Linked DNA regions of Mus musculus: region 2 is linked to region 1. A link is a contact called in public promoter capture Hi-C data. All regions are on one chromosome and are shown on one strand. Each heading gives the region's core, a stretch centred on a gene start, on an enhancer-like site or on the middle of the called end of the contact. The rest is flanking DNA. Distances are from core to core; before and after follow the strand shown.

Region 1 (3,444 bases), core at 522-3,021:
AGAGTCAGGTATAGTGGCACATGTTTTTAATCTCAGAGCTTGGGAGTCAGACACAGGTGGAGCTCTGAGTTCAAGGCCAGTCTAGTCTACACAGCGAATTCCAGGACCAGCAGAGCTATAGTGCATCCCTGCCCAAACAAACAAATATGCCTTAGCCTTCTGAAGTGTTCACTACCATGTTTGCTTTTTTTTCCAGGAGAAAAAAAAAAAACATGTATTTTTATTTGTTTTTCAATCTCCCAGTCCAAAGGGGGAAAAGTGTGGTAACACAGCCTACAATTATGTGCAACTGTGTGCCAAAGCTTTACAATGCACCTTTAAGGATACTTTTAGTTTACATGATCCTCTTAAAAAAAAAAATCACCAAACAACTGACAATGTGTGGCCTAAAATTCCAGCACCCACAAAACAGAGGGAGGAGATACATAACTAAACCCTTTCTCACTACACCCCAAAACACTGGAAATGCTTAAATACACAGATCATTTATTACCAAAACAGCTCCATAATATACAGCAAAAGAGCTACACGCTACACTAGTGATACAACCAGCATCTAGCACCCAACATCACCGCAAACTTAAGTGCACCAGGTCACTTTCTTCCTTTTCACATATTCTACAGACCTTTTAAAAATAAACACAACGGAATCGTGATCATAAAAACAATCTATCTTTGACTCGGGATGTGACTCAGCTGCAGTCAGTGTGCATGAAGTCATCCGCGGGCACCTCAGAAACCAGGTAAGGTGAAAGTACACCTGTAATCCGAGCACCCAGAAGAGGGGGTAGAGGCAGACAGAGTTCCTTGTCACCCTAGGCTCCACAATTCAAGTCTATGCTGGGGTACCTGAGATCTTGTCTCACAAACACATGGATTCTTTTAAACAAATAGTCATTTCAGCTTTTCTTTTAAATAAACCTTTTTTTTTTCCATAAACACGTCACACCAGAGTAAGGAACCCAAACTACAATAGTGTATACGTTATTGATAACAGTGCAATTAGCGATTCTCATTTACTTAGAGCTCAATATTTTAGTCACTATCTTAAATCTTTCCCTTGCCACTTTTTAACGCTTGCAGCCATCCTAAAAGACAAATGTCACTGTCATATCCAGTTTGTGGCTAAGGAAGTTGCTCACACAGCGACTCCTAGCCGGGTCTAACTGAGGGAGCTAAGTTAACCGCTAACCACACACATCTGTGGCCAGGAAGGGGCGGGGCGGCCTGTGTTTTATATTTTTAAAAATTGAAAATCGGAATTCTACAGGAATTCCAGAGGGAAACCACAAAACAATCAAGGCAGCTCGGGGCTGCGGCGGGCGGGCGGGAGGCCAAAATCCCGGTCCCAACTGCGCCCTTCACCCTGAGGCGCCGGACAGAAGCAGAATAGATAGAGAGCCCAGCCTCCCGCAAGGAAGGGCCGGGACGAGAGCAGAGGGCAGGACAGGAGGCGGATGTGGGGAAGGAGGATGGAGGGGAGCGGGACAGACAGGTACGCAGCCGTGGGAGCTCACCGCGGCGGGGGCGCCGGCCTTGGTCGCCACGGCCCGTGCTCAGTTCCGGGTTCCCGAATCCCTTCCCGTCCCCCACTCACCCCGCAGTCCTCACCACGCTCAGAGATTTTAAAAAGGAACCACGACGGCGCAGTCCTCGCTTATCCTTCTCAAACACTAAGTCTCCCCCTCACAGGCGCCGCCATGGCTCGAGAGAGGCTGCCGCCTCCGATTCAAAAAAATCCAGTCGCTCTCTCTAAGAGCCATGCTGATTGGCGCGCTCTGTCAACCTCCTTTTGATAGGCTGGAACCTCGGGCGGACTGCCGATTGGTCAATCCCAACGTCTGCCTTCGGGAGGCGCCGGCTGATTGGTTGTGAGTGTGTTTCAAATCCGGTAAACGGCTGGAGCGTGCGAACGTCGGCGGAGTGCCCGGATGTGGGCTTGAGGAGGCGTGGCTCTGCAGCGCCTCTGGATGCAGCAGGTGTTTCTGTGGTTACCGCTTGTTTACTCCGTAAACAGCCCAGTTCCTGATGAACGGTCTCTCTGCCATCACCTCCAACTTCAAGAAAAAGTACCAAGCACCGCAAACCGATCCGCTCTTACTACTAACCAGATTTTATTTTTGAAGACAAGCTTGCATCTGAGTAATTAATATAAAAAAGTGTATAAGGAGATTTTAGAATCTCCTGAAGCAAAACTGCTTCTGGGTGGGTTGCTCCCTCCCCACCCCAACTCCCAGCTTAGGAATGTTAGTGACTGTGCTTGGAAGTCTAGAAAAGAAGGGATTGTTTTACCCCTGGGATCAGTATTGCTATTTTGAAATTTGTTTCTAGATGGAATGTTCTATAATACAGTCGCCTAGGCATACACTTCTAGCTGGGTGTGGTCTCAAAGCCTGTACTAAGGAGGACAAGACCAGCCTAGGCTATAGGAGACCAGGACTCAAAACAATTATTTTTCACTTTCAAAACCTTACCAAGTGTTTGGATCGGTTGCTAGGCCCCAAATCTCATTAAGAGGTTTTTAAAGCACTTTTGAAATTTAGATTGATAAATTTTATGTGTCTTTTTGCCTATACATATTATTTTTTCCTGAACGTATGTGCATTTGTGAGTGCCTGCTGTCCTTGGACATAGGAGGAGGCCAGATCCCCAGAGACTGGAATTACAGAGAATGATGAACCACCAGGTGGGTGCTGGAAATCAAACTCACGGCCTATGTGTGAGAAACAAACGCTTTAAACCACTGAGCCAACTCACTTTAAGCCCAAAATCTACTTTAAAACCAAAAGAACTTCTTGACAGCCTAAGCAGTTCGACAAGTCTACGGTGAGTTCATAGAATGAGTAAAACAATCTATAGTTTTGTCTGTCTGGTTGGTTGGTTTTTAGGGTTTTTTGCCTACCAGTATCTATGGCCTGCCAATCACTAGAATTCCGCACTAGCCTTTGGAGTGGAAGAAAGGAAAAATCGGCCTGGACCTTGCCCAGAGAAGTGTGCTTGCAATTTAAACTGGGGTGTGTCTGGCATTCCAAGCATTCTCCTCACTAAAGTAGAAGGCAGCCGCCTCCTTTGTGCCCTGCCCGAGGAGAGCTAGCTTCCCAGTCTGTTGGGTGAGAGTGTAGGATTGCAGTGCAGGAAGGCTAGCTTAGCCTCTTACAGCGAGGGCAGCCCTTTGGTGAGAAATGAACAAGAGATACTATCTTCACCTGCAGGTTGTTATTTACTCGGCAAATCTGTATTAAGTGTAAGAAAGTATTTGCTTGGGGGAAAGCATGAATAAGGGATAGACACAGCCTGTCAGAGTTGGGGGCTGGGAGGAATGATGTAATCCCATCACCACAGAGAGGGGAGCTACAGTTCAAGGTCATTCTAGGGTGCATACCAACTTCCAGGCCAGCCCAGGCTCTGTGAGGCCCAGACATCTTTAGACATAAAAATATAAAGA
Region 2 (3,444 bases), core at 706-3,205, 220 kb after region 1:
CTTTTATTAAAAAAAAAAAAAGAAAGAAAGAAAAGAAAAAAATCAGCCTTTTCCAGACCCAGTTCAGATGCCCCATCCCCTGAGAAATCTTTTCTCAAGTATGGTGTAACACATTTCTCCTTATTATAGGCTTCTTGTAAATGCCTCTTAAATGTACCTGCCAGGGCTGTGCTAAGATGGCTTACCTAACTGTGCCTTCGTTTCTAGATGAGAGGCTTATGCGGGCAAAAGCTGTCTGGGTTGAATCTCCTTTGTTACTAGCAGTGTTTGGTATGTATTTAGAGACAGTTTTATGTAGCTTATAGATCATGAAGAACTGGATCAATTTCTATAAAACCCTCTACTGCTTCTTGATAACACAATACAGATTTATTTATATTTTACCTATTTTTACATCTCTCTCTCTCTCTCTCTCTCTATCTATCTATTATGTGCCATGTGGAGGTCACTCATATGCACAGGTGGGCTCTGAGGCTGGAGCTCTGGTCATCAGGTTTGGAGGTTAGCTCTTTTACTTGCTGAGCTATCTTGATGGCTCTGGGTTTGACGATATTTTAGATAAATTCAAAGTCAATTTGGAACAAAGTCTGTAATGCATCAGTGTAACTAAGCCATGGTGTGGTGAAGTCACAGGCAAACTGTGAGTCAAACTTCCTTCACACAATATTTTGATTTTTTTCATTGTGAGTCTCATGTACATGTGCATACACTGAGTTCCTGTCTGACTTGTGAGCTAACAATTTAGGTGATAGAGAAGGCAATAAGCCATCTAGCAAAGGCATGTGGTATTGCACTCCGGTATGCAAGAAACTGTTAATGATTGATCTGCATTTTGGTGGGTGGTCTCCCTCCTTCAGCACTGAAGCACAAGACTGTTGGGAAAAGCTTCAGGCTTGAGGAGGCAGATCAGAACACGTGCACATGTGAGGGGCTCGGGCGCTGGCCGAGGTGCTGAACAGTTCCTGTTAATGAGCAGGAACCATGAAGAGGCTCTGAGCTCTCAAAGGGTCTTCTCAATTTTTCAGGTGTGGATTCCCAGATCTGAACAGCAGATGCGCAGGTCGTTCTCGGAAGACCCTTGTTAGTACCGAGATGCCCTGAAATTCATTCCCATCGAATGAAAATCCCCTTTCTCACTAGCAACCAGGAAGAAACGCTAGCCCTTATTAATTTGTCAAATGGCTCAGGCATCTCAGATGTTTGGCTTCCATCCCCAATGATCCTTACGCTGTCTAGCATTTTACAAAGAAACAACAGCAAACTAAAGCTCCGAAGGTTGGAGCTCTTGGCCGGGGGGGGGGGGGGGGATCGCAGCTTCTAAGTAGCTGATCTCTCCAAACCAAGCTTTTAAGAAGTTTACTGCTCACCCTCGACGTGCGCCAGCCTGGCAGCACAGGCTGCTTCTGCTCCTGCACTTGCCACACATTTCCCCCTGTGTGGGTCTCTGCAGCGTTCTTGTCCCTGCGCTAGTTTACTTCAGTTTGTAAAGGTGACTTTCATGCTCATCCAGCATACCCCTTAACCACACCAAGTCCTAGGGCTGGGATTTAGAACAGGGCTTTCGCACACTTGGAGAATGAACCAGCTCTGGTTTTGATCTGTGATCTCAGAGCAGATTCTGGGTTTAAAATCCGGGCGAACACCCACTGGGGTGTGTTCTAAGATTGCCAGAAGCTCTTCCCAGGTGCGCACTGTCTCCTCTGATTTGAATACAAATAGAAGCTTCCGTTTTCCCCTCTGCCTTTCTTTCTCCACCGAGGGGAACACTCGCTTTTTCTCCCGTCTCTCTGTGAAGGAAGAGCTTTGATCCCGCTGCTGAAGGCATCTTTCACTACGGTCTCCACCCTTCATTACTTTACCCAAATGACCTATCCTTCCCGGCCACCCTAGCGCCCAAGAGTGGAGAGAGGAGCCCTCACACACTCGCTTTGCAGCGCCTGCCTTCCGCAGAGCCCACGCACTCGGACGCTGTGGGGAGCACGACAGGCTGCTGGGGCGAGATCTCCAGTGCCAGGCACTGCTGGTGGCGCCGCCGATAGAGTGACAGGTAAGTGAGTGCGTGTACAGTCGAGGCTGTATTGGGAGACCGGGACTGTGTGGGGAAGATAGTGGGAAGGGGGAAGAAAAGAGAGATGTGGGAGGGAGGGGAGAGGAGGAACGGAAGGAAATAGGGAGAGACGTGCAGTGGGTCACTCTCTTCCTTTCATCGCTAATGTTCGCACCCCCATTCCACCTTCTCCTAGGCTTCTTCTCACTTCTCTCTTCCCCAAGCATCCTTCCTGCTGCTCGCGCCCATTCCTCCCCCCACGCCGCCCCCCGCCCGGCCCCCACTCTTCCGCGCCTAGGAGGACCTCCTCAGGGGACCAGATTTCCGCGCGGCTGCGACCCCAAGCCTGGCAACATGTGGAACGCGACGCCCAGCGAGGAGCCGGAGCCTAACGTCACGCTGGACCTGGACTGGGACGCTTCTCCCGGCAACGACTCACTCTCTGACGAACTGCTGCCACTGTTCCCCGCGCCGCTGCTGGCGGGCGTCACTGCCACCTGCGTGGCGCTCTTCGTGGTGGGCATCTCGGGCAACCTGCTCACCATGCTGGTGGTGTCCCGCTTCCGCGAGCTGCGCACCACCACCAACCTCTACCTATCCAGCATGGCCTTCTCCGATCTGCTCATCTTCCTGTGCATGCCGCTGGACCTCGTCCGCCTCTGGCAGTATCGGCCCTGGAACTTCGGCGACCTGCTCTGCAAACTCTTCCAGTTTGTCAGCGAGAGCTGCACCTACGCCACGGTCCTCACCATCACCGCGCTGAGCGTCGAGCGCTACTTCGCCATCTGCTTCCCGCTGCGGGCCAAGGTGGTGGTCACCAAGGGCCGTGTGAAGCTGGTCATCCTTGTCATTTGGGCCGTGGCCTTCTGCAGCGCGGGGCCCATCTTCGTGCTGGTGGGCGTGGAGCACGAGAACGGCACAGATCCCCGGGACACCAACGAGTGCCGCGCCACCGAGTTCGCTGTGCGCTCTGGGCTGCTCACCGTGATGGTATGGGTGTCGAGCGTCTTCTTCTTCCTGCCGGTCTTCTGCCTCACTGTGCTCTACAGTCTCATCGGGAGGAAGCTGTGGCGGAGGCGCGGCGACGCGGCGGTGGGCTCCTCGCTCAGGGACCAGAACCACAAACAGACAGTGAAGATGCTTGGTGAGTTCTGACACCCCGGTGGCTTTTCTTCCCCCACTGCTTGCTCTTTGCCAGAGCCCTCTATTTCTGTTTCTGGTCGTCTCCATCTCTCCCTAAGTCTCTCAAGTCTCTGTCTGTCTCTGTCCTTGGTTCTTGGTCTCACTGCTTTCGGGTTTTTTTTCCTCTGTCTGTCCCTGTATCTTCTCCACGAAAAAGCCCCTCATATTGGCAATTCCCTAAATGAGTACTGCTCTGGGAAATTTGGTCCAAGATG

What was found. Capture Hi-C pulls out chosen DNA fragments and counts their contacts.
Region 2: a contact with region 1 is called in a promoter capture Hi-C map of adipose tissue. The contact joins the promoter of Ghsr here to the promoter of Ect2 in region 1. A contact is called at or near these places in 2 of 39 promoter capture datasets (embryonic stem cells and liver) and 2 of 9 other capture datasets (adipose tissue and liver).

Annotation. Positions count from the first base shown.
Region 1 is chr3:27,152,107-27,155,550 of GRCm38.p6, forward strand. It overlaps Ect2 (ect2 oncogene), which reads right to left and starts at 1,772. Exons shown (of 24, transcript NM_001177626.1): 1 at 1,597-1,772. It overlaps 1700125G22Rik (RIKEN cDNA 1700125G22 gene), which reads left to right and starts at 1,920. Exons shown (of 3, transcript NR_040548.1): 1 at 1,920-2,204; 2 at 2,634-2,825.
Region 2 is chr3:27,369,396-27,372,839 of GRCm38.p6, forward strand. Ghsr (growth hormone secretagogue receptor) reads left to right here and starts at 1,956. Exons shown (of 3, transcript NM_177330.4): 1 at 1,956-2,047; 2 at 2,244-3,191. The coding sequence starts at 2,402.